Linked DNA regions of Mus musculus: region 1 is linked to region 2. A link is a contact called in public Micro-C data. All regions are on one chromosome and are shown on one strand. Each heading gives the region's core, a stretch centred on a gene start, on an enhancer-like site or on the middle of the called end of the contact. The rest is flanking DNA. Distances are from core to core; before and after follow the strand shown. Region 1 overlaps Ube3c (ubiquitin protein ligase E3C). Region 2 holds the start of Ube3c (ubiquitin protein ligase E3C).

What was found. A called contact is a pair of places that touch in the nucleus more often than the background predicts.
Region 1: a contact with region 2 is called in a Micro-C map of trophoblast stem cells, with 2.2 times the contacts expected there. The contact joins the enhancer-like site here to the promoter of Ube3c in region 2. A contact is called at or near these places in 9 of 39 promoter capture datasets (the HPC-7 cell line, cranial neural crest, embryonic stem cells and 4 more), 4 of 15 datasets of contacts at CTCF or cohesin (the G1E-ER4 cell line, embryonic stem cells, pro-B cells and 1 more), 34 of 484 Hi-C or Micro-C datasets (the Ba/F3 cell line, the G1E-ER4 cell line, the HL-1 cell line and 12 more), 7 of 115 datasets of contacts at active chromatin or transcription factors (Th17 cells, bone marrow-derived macrophages, embryonic stem cells and 1 more) and 2 of 9 other capture datasets (liver and pancreatic islet).

The regions. Positions count from the first base shown.
Region 1 is chr5:29,673,017-29,679,592 of GRCm38.p6, forward strand. Ube3c (ubiquitin protein ligase E3C) reads left to right here. Exons shown (of 23, transcript NM_133907.3): 23 at 1,383-3,061. The coding sequence ends at 1,553. Among named protein-coding and RNA genes, the nearest start is that of Gm42245, 24 kb to the right of the region's middle. Within about 2 kb of position 3,920, at least 12 of the 459 cell types and tissues checked have an H3K27ac peak or open chromatin away from gene starts, as enhancers often do. A contact at or near this core is called in the P5424 cell line and trophoblast stem cells, where this site is marked.
Region 2 is chr5:29,567,744-29,574,065 of GRCm38.p6, forward strand. It overlaps Ube3c (ubiquitin protein ligase E3C), which reads left to right and starts at 1,499. Exons shown (of 23, transcript NM_133907.3): 1 at 1,499-1,837. The coding sequence starts at 1,772.

The DNA.
Region 1 (6,576 bases), core at 2,670-5,169, 110 kb after region 2:
TACAGAGTGAGTTCCAGGACAGCCAGGGCTACACAGAGAAACCCTGTCTCGAAAAACCAAAAAAAAAAAAAGAGCAATGATGCCTCACAACTGGCTATAACTACAATTCCAGTGATCTGGTGGTCTTTTCTGACCTCCTTAGGCCCCAGACACACATGTAGTTCACATACACATAAAACAAAAATAAATAACTTTTTTCTTTTTTTTTTTTCTTTGGAGGGGAGTGGGTAGGTAATCCCAGGCAGGCAGATCTATGAGTTTGAGGCTGAAAATCTGTGAGTTTTATGCTAGCCCAGTCTACAAAGAGAGTTCTAAAACTGTCAGGGCAGAGAAACCCTGTCTTGAAAAATCAAAGGGGAGGAGGGTAGAAGGGGGTGCAACAGCACATACAGCTTGTCATTTCCATTTTACTATAAGCACATTGAGCAATTCATCATTTTGCTATAATTGGAGCTTGAGTTCTCTATGTAATTAAAAAAAATAGGGCTGGAGAGATGGCTCAGAGGTTAAGAGCAGAGAACCTGGTTAATTTCCAGCACCCACATGGCAGTTCAGAACTAGTTGTAACTCTACTTCCAGGGGACCCAACATCTTCACACAAACATACATGCAAGCAAAACACCAATTCCAAAGTGTGTCTGTTGTGTGCGTGTGGGTGTAGGTGTGGGTGGCTGGGGAGGTAGTTCACCAGGTAAAAGCACCAAGCCTGACAACCTAAGTTCAGTACCCCAGCACATGTGGTAAAAGTAAAGAACTTACTCCAAGTAGTTGTCTGCTTACTTCTACATGTTCTGTGGCATGTATGTATCACACCCAAATGTACACAAGTACAATATAATTTCTAAAGATATTTAAAACCATAATGAAGTTGGGCAATGTTGGTGCATGCCTTTAACCCCAGCGCTCTGGAGGCATGTAAATCTTAGAGTTCAAGGTCAGCAGCTCTCAGATGGAAATCCTGGACAGCCAGGACTATACAGAGAAACTCTGTCTCAAAAACCAAAAATACATACATACATGCATACATACATACATACACACACACTCACAAACAAAAAAGGCAAGGATCTGGAGAGGTAGCCTAGCCATTAAGAGCCTATTCTGCTCTTGTAGAGCACCCAAGTTCAGTTCCCAGCATCCACGTGCAGTAGCTTACAACCACTGTAACCTCATCTCAAGGGGTATCCAAATACCTCTGGCTACTGAATGACGCCCTCACATGCACAGTCACACCTACTTGTACATATATGTAATTTAAGATAACTCTTTACAAGAAAGAATACTTTTGAGAAAAGCAGCTTCCAGAGTAACTGACAAGCAAGCTCTGGTAGGCTCCCGGCTATACTAGAATCCTCTAACCATATCCTGTGCCCTTCTTCTAGGAGCTATACCCTGCGTTTTGCATTCACAATGGAGGCTCTGACCTTGAGCGGCTACCTACAGCCAGCACCTGCATGAACCTGCTGAAGCTCCCAGAGTTTTATGATGAAGCCCTGCTGCGAAGCAAGCTGCTGTATGCCATTGAGTGTGCTGCTGGCTTTGAGCTGAGCTGAATTGAGCCCAGAGAACTTGATCTCACCCAAAGGCAGCCAGCACCTACCAGACCCAAGAGAGCACTCAGGCAGGACCCTCAGCTCTCCTCAGGCCTTCTATCTGGCATCTCTCCCTTTCTAATTTTTTTTTTAGATGATTTTATCGTGACATAGTCACATACATAGATGGACATTGCTTTTCACATAACCTAGCTATTGTTATGTGCTATGTGGCTGGTTTAGTAATTTTGCCAAGAAGAGCACAGGTTTTAGAATAGTGGCAACTCAGTGAAATTAACCAAAGATGAAGCTTTGGCCTTGCTGACCCAGTTTATATCCCTTCTTGGGTCAGGCACCAGTATCTGCATACAGAATCTGGGGCTGATACACAGAGCCAAGCCACTGCTTCTCATGTGGTTGATTGTTTACAAGCCTAATTGTAAAAACTGAAGGCATTTTTCCTGCTGCCTTTTCCCAAAGTGGTTAGGTTTGGAAAATGGATAACACTAGTATTATTTTATTTGTGCTTTTTAAGCCATGTCCCCCAGGTGGGAATCGCATGCTTGTCTTCAGACTCCTACTGACCTGCCTCATGAGGTTTGGACATGGCTGTGTGGGTTGAGGTGACTGCTGCCCTCATTGCTCTTTGCCTGTCTCTGCTTTATGCCTGGAAAGCTTTCCAGGAGGTGGAGGAGAAGGGTCCTTACACTTCCTGAGGTACCGTGTCACCTGCAGTGAGTTGGCAACTGGGGATGTGGGCACTGCAGCTTTTATTAAAGTCATTTGAACCAAAGTGGCGGGCTGCGTCTCTCCGTGATCCATATGCCCTCCTAGCCTGGCTGTGCCCATCATCTTGCGCATCTTGGGGGGACTTATCCCAGGCCTCAGCACCTCTGCTTTCTGCCGCTGTCTTGATAAGAAGACAGCATCCCTGGCATCTGCCAGGGAAGAGCATCAGGCCAGGTGATTCTCACTTGGGCACTTTATCAGGGTCAAACTTGTTGCCAGTTGACCTCAGCCTCTGCAAACAAAGCAGGGAAGCATCTGAGAGGCTAGCATACAAGGATCATCATGGAGCTGGTGAGGACTCCAGACTCTGCTTCTCGTCTAAGTCCAGCATCTGTGCCTGGAGGCTCTTTGTGCTGTTGGAGTTAGGTGAACAGAATTAGCAATATACTTTTAAATGTGGGAAAACTGAATGACACTTTTAAGACAATGACAATTATCAGACAAAATGTATAATTTCTTAATTTGAATAATAAAGTATTTAAATGCTATTTGTAGTCTTGATACATAGGAAGAAATAGCATTTATCCTTGATTTTGTTTTTTGTTTGGGGATGTTTATATTGAATGTCCTACATCTTTTTATGAGTTAATTTGTGTATTAGTGTTTTAGAATTGAAGTATCTGAGACTGGAGATAAATTGGCAGTTTGTATTTTTTTTCTGTTGGCTCTTCTGAGCTTATTTATTTGTACATCCTAATGGGTGAATATTTACATTAAATCTTTTCCCCAAGATTGTGTTGGAGTTTTGCCCCAGATCACTGGTCAGTTGTGTTCTGCTGTAGTAGACTTACTTTTCCAGGTCATATATCTACAGTGTAGGAAGCCACGCAGCCTGTGGTCCCTGGAATAACCACCAGAAGTAAGGTGCTCAGGTGCTAACTCTCAATGGGTCTGATATTAAATTACTGAGAAAAAAATCTTCCAAAACGAAGATTCTCTTTTTTTTGGTTTTTCAAGACACCCTGTGTAGCCCTGGCTGTTCTGGAACTCACTTTGTAGACCAGGCTGGCCTCGAACTCAGAAATCCGCCTGCCTCTGCCTCCCAAGTGCTGGGATTAAAGGTGTGCACCACCACCGCCCGGCCAAAAGGAAGGTTCTCATTTCCTCATTGTTCTAGGTGCCTTTGTGTTTGGTCCTAGTTTGCTTACTTTGGGTGACTTTTCTTTTTTTTTTTTTTTTTTTTTTTTTTTTTGAGACTTTGGGCTGGTGGTTGGTGATACAGGTGTTTCTCATGGGCTGTTACGTGATTAGAGAGCGTTTGCTTTGGTGTCTGTTCCAACCACATCATAAGTACCAGGTGTATACTGTCACTAAGTGGGCACAGCTTGTATGGAGGTACCCAGTGTGGGCTCTAGTGTACTGAGCTGCTGGCACCTTGTGTTTATGCTCAGTAGTTCTTATAGTAAAGAGAAAAGTTTGCTGAAAACAGCGTAAGATTAAAACTTTATGAGTAAATGAAAATTAAGAGCCCACTGCTCATTCACTCACATCTACCTAGACACACAACAGGAAACAAACTGTCATCATAGTCTATTATACACTAGTGTCAATGCCTCTAGGGCAGACTTAACCCCACCCACTCCAAGAGCCACAGGCCTTCTAAAAGAAGATCCCATACTCTCTAGACAGCACTGCATTGGAGCTGGCCCAGCTGGTCTTAAGTTGTGGTGTTGGGTAGTGACCTAAACAGACTGGGGGCCCAGAGGTGCAGTGCAGAAGTTCACCAAACACATGGAAGCCTCTGTTCCAGAAACATGAGGGTTGTGTGACTCTAGGCATGGGCATACTTGAAATGAGTATACTTAACAGGTTCCACAGTATCTACAGGCTGCACTACATCTATGAATGTAGGCTCTTAAATGTCTTTGGCAAGTTTAGCAGTTGTCACATCTCAAACTTACTGTACTACTGTGACACTGTAATGCTTGCCTGTGATCAACAGTCTTTGTTAGTCCTATAAAAAAAATTTTGGGCCAAGCAGTGGTGGTGAACGCCTTTAATCCCAGCACTTGTGGGAGGGGTGGGGGGAGGGCGGGGGGGGGGGGGGGAGGCGGATTTCTTTGTTTGAGGCCAGCCTGGTCTACAGAGTGAGTTCCAGGACAGCCAGAGCTACACAGACAAACCCTGTCTCAAAAAAGCATTAAAAAAAAAAATGTTTTGGGCCAGGCCAGTGGTGACAACCCTTTTAGTCCCAGCACTTGGGAGGCAGAGGCAGCTGAATCTCTGTGAGTTCAAGGCCAGTCTGGTCTATAGGCAATTTGCAAGAGAGCCAGGGCTATACAGAGAAACCCTGACTCAAGAAAAAATAAGGGGGGCTGGAGAGATGACTCAGTGGTTAAGAGCGCTAACTGCTCTTCCAGAGGTCCTGAGTTCAATTCCCAGCAACCACATGGTGGCTCACAACCATCTGTAATAGGATCGGATGTCCTCTTCTGGTGTGTCTGAGGACAGCTATAGTGTATTCATAAACATAAAATAAATAAATAAATCTTTTTTAAAAAAGGAAAGAGAAAAATAAGAAAAGGAAAGAAATTGTTTTTGAGACACCACAGGCTGAACCCAGACAGGATAGTGACCTTGATGTATAAATATGTTCTGACTACTGAAAGTGGTATCCATGTCTCCCTCTTTAAATGTCCGTTCCCACAAATACAGAAATATTGATGTCAGGCTGGTTGGTCACTATACAATGGTCTCTGCGTGTGAAGTAAAAAAAAAAAAAGTCATTTTGACTCTTTCAAGCAAGAGATAGGGGTAGGCCACAGTGGACAAGCACTTGTCACAGAAGAGTGAGAACCCGGATTTGTATCTCAGCATCTTAAAAACAGCAAAAACTGGAAATGATGAGGTTTAGTGGAGACATGTTAGAACTATGATGAGGGCCAGACATTGGGACACACATTTAGGAGTCTTAAGAGCAAATGCTACAAGACCTAAGCCAGTCTGAACTATGTATCAGTCTAGCTATGGCTACCTACTGAGACCATGTCTCAAAGAAAGAAAAAAAAGAAACTTCAGGCTGAAAGCAAGGCTTCCTCTGCTACAGTAGAGGAAAAGATCTTGAACTGAAGTGTGCTGGGTGTGTGCAAGTTAAGAGAAGGCAGCAAGGCCTTGCTATTAGGAATAGCTAAGGCCTAAGGAATGAAGTCGGTAGAAAAACAACCCAAAACAAAAACAAAAACCCAGCACTTAACCTAAAGGGAAAAGAAAAGCTTTATTCTGGAGCCTTTCTGAGCAACCGTAGCCCAGAAGTGATTCAGGTTGCCTCAGATTCCATGTTCTAATGCAGGAGCAGTTTCATGGGGAATTAGTTTTACAGAATAAAGAAAGTTAGAAGTCAAGGCAGCTTTAGATACGTTTATGGGTACATCAAAGAGGCAAGATGGAGGAAGCTTTTCTATAGGCCCAAGATGCTATATGATGACAGTCTTAACTTTGGGGATGGTGGAAGATAGTGGTTTGCTAAGTTAATAGACTGCAAGGGCTTTTTATCAGTCAAGATATTAGTTAAGAGCCGGGCAGTGGTGGCGCACGCCTTTAATCTCAGCACTCGGGAGGCAGAGACAGGCGGATTTCTGAGTTTGAGGCCAGCCTGGTCTACAAAGTGAGTGCCAGGACAGCCGGGGCTACACAGAGACACAGAGAAACCCTGTCTCGAAAAACAAAACCCAAAAAAAAAAAAAAAAAAAAAAGGTTAAAGCCAATCCATTTTTAATTTATTTGTGTACATGGATGAGAATTATGAATATAAGTCTTCTTCTTCTACATATGGACTTTTGCTTTCCTACCACCATTTGTTGAGAATGCTCTCTTTTCATTTTTTTTCTTTTGTTTTTGTTCTGATTTTTGTTTTTCTAGGCAGTTTTTCTGTATAGCCCTGGCTCTCCTGGAACTCACCAGTTGTAGACCAGGCTGGCCTTGAACTCAGAGATGTACCTGCCTCTACCTCCTGAGTGCTGGCATTAAAAGTGTACACCATCACTGCTGCCACCCAGCTGAAGATGTGTCTCTTTCATCATTTTGCTTTTATTGTTTATGCCTTTGACACTATTGTCAGAAATAGGTGGTTGTAGTTGTATAGATATGTCCCCTGCTCCTTTGCTCTGTTCCATTGGTCTGTGCTTTTGCTTTTGTTGGGAGTCAAACCTGGTCCTCTGGAAGAGAATTATGTGCTCCTTACCACTGTATATCTCTCCAACCGCTATGCCTGTCACTCCTAGCATGCCATGACGACAGTAACGGCTGCTTTCCCTTC
Region 2 (6,322 bases), core at 249-2,748:
AACAGATGAAAAGTACCAGTTGCTTGCTACCAAGTCTTATGACCTGAGTTTGATTCCTGGTACCCATATAGTGGAAAGAGAGACAAGTTGTACTCTGACCTCCACATGCACATCATGGCATGCACCCTACCCCATAAACACTAAGTAAACTAAAATGTACATTTTTTTAATTAAAAAGAGGACTGGCTTGTATGGTGGTACAGATCTTTAATCCTAACACTAACAGGCAGTGGATAGAGGATCACTGTGAGGTCCAGGCCAGCTAGGGCTATACAGTGAGACCTTATTTCAAAAACAAAAAATTAAACTGTGCTGGAGACATGGCTCATAAGTTAAGAGCACTTGTTGCAGAAGAACTGGTTTCAGTTCCAGATCCTACATGGCAATTCCAGTTCCAAGAGATCCAATGCACTGTCTTGTACCAAGCACACACACATAATTCACAGACACGTAATATACATGCAGGTCAAATATTCATACATATAAATAAATCTTTTGAAGAAGAAACAAAAACAAAGCAAAACAAGATGTCTTCTATCATGTGCACATGGTAATGCATGTGTATGTGATATATTTATGTATCTGTATATATACTTGTGTATACACAATATACATAACATATATGTATGTACACAGAGCATATACTATATAATACTGTGCATGTACATGACATATATGCATAATATATATTTTTTTTATGCATGCCATGGCATGTATTTGTGTTAAACTCTATGTATATGCATACTGTTTTATGCATATGTATATGTGTATATATGCATGCATACATGATATATATTTATGTTGGTTTGTATGACATATGTGTATGTATATATGTTGTATATGACATCGATTCATTTACATTACTTTGTGTATATTTATGTTTGTGCTTATGTATATGTAATAGCACGTTTTTATACATGTACATACATATATTAAACATGCATAAGTGTATAGATATATGATAGGGTATATTTGTGCATTATGTATTTATGATGCATTTATACATTTGGCATGCATTTATATATATATATATGAATATGTGAATATATATATGAATATAACTTTCATTTGTTGGTGTGCATTTGTGTATTTGTATGGTGTGTGTTCACGAATACCTTTGTTCGTATAACATATATTATTCGTCTCTGTCTGTCATGGTGTAGAGTCTCTGCATTAGTAACCTGTTCCCCCACATCTAGCTGGAGGGTGAAAGCGGCCTCTTATGCAGGGCTTCCGGTCTCCAGCAGTGCGCGCGACCCGGTCGGCGTCAATGGGCGGCGGGCGGCGGAAATCGTCTGGTGGCATGACGCACGCGCGGAAGGATGTTGCACCCGCGGAGCCGCGCACGCAGGCAAGTCCAAGGGCTGCCGGGAGGAGCACCGTATTATCGATGGCGGCCCTGGCGTCGGTGCCCGCGCTCGCGGGGGCTGCCGGGAGGAGCGCCGCGCCGTCGATGACCGCGCACGTTCACGGGACCGCGCGCGCAGTGCGGGCGGTCACCATCTTGGTACCTACGGCAGCGCGGTGCAGGCGCGAGTCGGGGCGTCCCTCGCTTGACGGTGGCGCGCTGTGGATAAATAAGCAGCGGGGACAGGCCGGCCTCCAGCGTCGCCGCGCTCGCGCCCGCGTGCAGGGCGGAGAGCGCTGAGCCTCGGGGGGGGCGGCGCGGGACAGCGAGGCCGCGACCCTGCCGGGCCCCGCCCAGCCCGCCGGGCCCGCCCCCGGCCGCTCCGCTGCCTGCCGGGCCGCGCAGATGGGATAAGCGGCGAAGATGTTCAGCTTCGAAGGCGACTTCAAGACAAGGCCCAAAGTGTCTCTCGGTGGCGCGAGCAGGAAGGTGAGGCGGTGCGGCCCGAGGTGTTAACCGAACCCGGGTCTGACAGCACCCAGGCGGCGCTGCTCCGCTGTAAGGTGTGGAGCGAGCTCCAGCCGGGTGCGGCTGCGGTGCAGTCCTGACAGGTTTGTGAGGAGGCTCCAGAGGAGCGCTGTCGAGCCGCGGACTGAGCGGCTGGGTCATTCATTGCGACCTCGCGGCCGCCTGCCCAAGGGCCGCAGTTTTGACCTGGAAGCACGTGCACTGGCAGTCTGGCTGGGGGCGTTACACAGTTAGCTGTCCAGCAGGGCGAGGCAGGTGCCCCCGCCCCCATTCCGCCCTTTAAGAACTCTTTACAAGCTATAAACTTGACATACCCGCTCCTCACAAAGCTTGGAGTGAGTGCCTTGCCCTCAAGAACAGCTTAGGGAAGAGTCCCTCGTGCCTGTGAAGTGGGAGGGGGCAGGTAGGACAAGGTCTTTGTAATCTGCATCGCGCTTTAGCTTGCCCCACTCGGAGCAATACAGAGTTTTGCCTGCCTGAGGCCTGAGGCCCCGGTCGCTTTTGGACCTTTGCTTGGTGATGGTTTTGACACTGGTCGGCTTTTTGGGGCTGTCTGAAGGATGAAGGCAATCGGCCGTGATGCTCTAGGCCGAGCCCGGAATCCAGACAGGATCCCTAGAGTTGTTAAAAGGATTTTTTTTTCCCATTAGGCGAAATTTTAAAGCTTTATTTTAAAAATTTATACATATGAGTGTTTGCCTGCATGTATGTAATGTGCACCACAGGCTTGCTTAGTTCCCGCAGAGGTCAGAAGAGGGCTTCCGATCTCCTGGAACTGGAGTTAAGGACACTTGTGAGTTGACATGTGGGTAGTAGGAAGAAAACCCAGACCCTCAGTAAAAGCAATAAGTGACCTTAACTGCTTAGCCATCTCCCTAGCCCTTTAATGTAAAATTTTTTGTCTTTTTTTTTCCCCCAAATTATTGTACGTTTGAGAGCAGTGTTGCTGAGCCTTTGCTCCAGCTTCATTTTATAAAGGATTTTTATCTGGACACACATTTGTAAATGGTCACTCCTGAAAACGAATGTCCCATCCTACCCATAATTGTTCTTCACCAAGCAAACTGCTTTTCTGACCAGTTTCTACAGGTCACTTTTAACGTTGAGCTTCGTGCAAACGAGGTCAGATGAAGCTTGGTCAGCCTCTGTGCCTTGCTTCTTGAGCTAGGTGCTTTCTTTGATAGATTCTTCCATCCCACTGTGTCCCTGTTAGTTCAGGACCTGAAAAAACCATAATTAACCCATCCTGGTTTTCATGGGTGCTTTGGTGGATGTTGCTTACACTGTGTTCTGCTGGTGCACACTGCCCGTTACTTCCCGAGTTGATGTGCCCACTACCCTACAGCCAGCAGTCTGAGGGCACCACTGACTCAGATCCTGGCCAGTAAGTGATATTAAGAGTCTTTGGAATTAATGGCCATTCTAGTATACTTCATTCATGTCTTAAATTATAATTTGAAATCTTTCCCTTCTTCAGCTTAGTGGAAAATTGATCTTTTCCTTTTTCAAAGTTAATGAATATTTTTATGTTTATTATCTTTAAGAACTATATGCTGGAAAAGTCCAAGACTTGATGAGTTTATTGGGGAGTTTGTTGGGGAGATAAGATTTAAACCTTGAAAAGTTATGGTGTACTAATGACTGGTTTTTTTGTTTGTTTATTTCAATTGTTTTTGTACTTCTTTCAGGCTAATACAGAAACACAGAATTGGTTGACATGCTCTAGAAAGGTGGGAAGTAGTAGGATGGGTTTGAAGGGACAATGTAGAAAGTTTGAAGTAGGTGTGTGGTGGGTTCCAGTGCTTCAGTTCTACCATTATCTACATGTATATTGTTTGAGACAGGACCTTATACTGGAATCCGACTGGCCTCAGACTCACTGTGTAGCCCACTCTGGCCTCAGATTTATGTACAGTCCTTCTGCCTCTGCCTTCCAAGTGCAGGAATCACAGACAGGAATGCAGCAACAGGCCCAGCTCTGGGTCAGTGCTTCTGAAATCAGGATACATCCTCATGGCACAGTTTATTTGGTAGCTTTGTGTGTGTATAGAAGACTATCTTAGTAGTCAGTTTGATTGCAAGTACAAAAATCCATTGAAACGAAGTGCAGAAAAGCAAATAAACAAAAAGCCTGTGAGAGGCATGATGATATTTCATAAAATGTGCAAGTCAAAAACTGTCCAGTTTCTATGCTACCGGTACCAAGGTAGTTTAGGTCAGCTATTCTCTTTGAGTTGCATTCTTGACTTTGTCTCTGTATATAGGTCCTGTCCATTTATTTTATTCTAGCCAAGCAGTGCCCATATATGGTTTCCTAGTTGAGTGCCTTGATCTCCAAGGCAATCTTCTGGAGAGGAAATCTTGGCTGGATCATGGTTTCCACCTGTGAGCTGAGTCTCAACCTCTGAGGGGTGAGTTGAGGAAATCTTCAGTACAGATTATTCCAGGTGTGTGCTTAAGCTAGGAGAAGACAGAGGAACAGAATGCCAAGGTTCCTGTGGGGTTCAGACATGTGTGGAACCTGAGAAATCTGAGTAGACATGGAGGTATGAGGGATGTCAGTGAACCAGTTGGCTTAGTTGCTGATTCAAGTTTGGGACAAGAAGTATCCCAAGTATACCTTGGAGACCTAAGAAGACTGATGTCTGGGAAATGAGTTTATAGGAGGAAGAAGTGAGCCAGAAGTGTTGAATGCTGAATGCCTCCAGATAACACCATAATTTAGACTTGAGACTGGAAGACAGGTGACTAGTGAGTGTGCCCCTTAGGGTAACAGGAGCTGTAGTCAAGACTGCAGTTAGGCAAGGAATGGAGGGGGCTGTACAATGCCTCTCTTAAAAGACCAAAAGATTGAATGGATGTCAAGGAGAAAGAATTTGAAGTCTAAAGAAGGTTTGGGTGATAGGACAACTTGACCAAGTTTTATAGAATGGGGCAAAGAAAGATGAGGGGAGGCAAGGAGTAAAAATATAGGGAAGAACCTGGAAAAACCAGGTGTATACAGTTGAGAACTACTTTCACATTGAAAGTGAGAGTGTGTGTGGATGTAGAAAAGTTGTAGGTAGGAGGAATGACTTTAACACTACCTTTGCAGGTTTCCATAGCTATGGTAGTTGAATTATAGTCATTTCAATGTTTGCTCTTGCTTTAGCCTCCAGAGCAGGCTACAGATAGTGGAGTAGGTGGTAGAGGCCCTATGTGTTGAATTTGTTCCCATGTAACATTGTCAGCTGAAGTCCACAGTGCTCTGCATCTTAAGATTCTGACAAGTGATTACTATAATGACCTAACCCTAACCCAACATCATACAGAATAGTTCTCATTGCCTTTAAACCCCATTTCTCAGCCTAGCCACTGCTCTCCCTCTGCCTACCTTTGGTAATCCTGTCTACATAGAGTTCGCTTTCCCCAAAATGTCAGTGTTGGAATCCTAAAACACAGACTTTCAGAACAACTTCTTTCACTTTTATATGCATTTTAAAGTTCCTCCATATCTTTCCATACCTTGCTAGCTATTTTATTTCAATTTTTTAAATAATACTTACCTTATGTGCATGTGCATTTGTGTGGGCACATGAGTGCCAGAGCATACCTATGGACATCTGTGGAAGTCAGTTCTATCTCTCTTCTGTGTGGTTCCAGTGATCGAACTCAGGATGTCAGGTTTGGCTGTAAGTACCTTTACCTGCTGAGCCATTCCACTAGCCTGCATCTTATTTTGTATTAATAGTATGCTGCATATATTAAGAGTAGTTTAAGGTTTATAGAAAAATGAGTAGGAACAAAGTTCTCAAATACCTCTTCTATTTACTACAGTCTTCGGTTTCTGTTATTGATGTTAAAAAAACATTTTCTGTGGTTTGACTTTTATAAATTATCTTTTTTTTTTTCCTTAAATACAAGCTCTCCCTAGGTAGCCCAAGCTGGTCTAAAACTTGCAGCAACTTTCCTGTGTTAAGCTTCTCATGAGTCATCACACCTAGACCTGCAAATTGATATTTTAGACTTAGCAGTTGGCTTATGTTTTGTAGCTTGATAACACTTCTCCCATTTAATAATATTTCATGATATATACCAGTTTGTCTTATTCAGCTGTATTGAAAGACTCATGAGTACTTCCAAATTTAGGGCAATTATGAATAAAACCACTATAAACACTTGTGTGTATGTAAGTTTTGAATTTGGGTAAATACTAATGAGTACTCTTTATTCTTAATATTCTTTTGCAGTGTTGGGTGGGGACTGAACCCAGAGTGTTGTACATGGTAGACTGTTTGTACCTCTAGCTCCTGAGTTTTTGAAGCAGGTTTTTGACATATACTCAGGCTGCCTTTGAACTCCAGATTGTTCTGTGCTGGAATTAGATACAAATACTAGGATCGTAAGTGCATTAAATGTGCACCACCACACTGGCTGCCATATGTACATTTTTGATCAGGTGTCTAA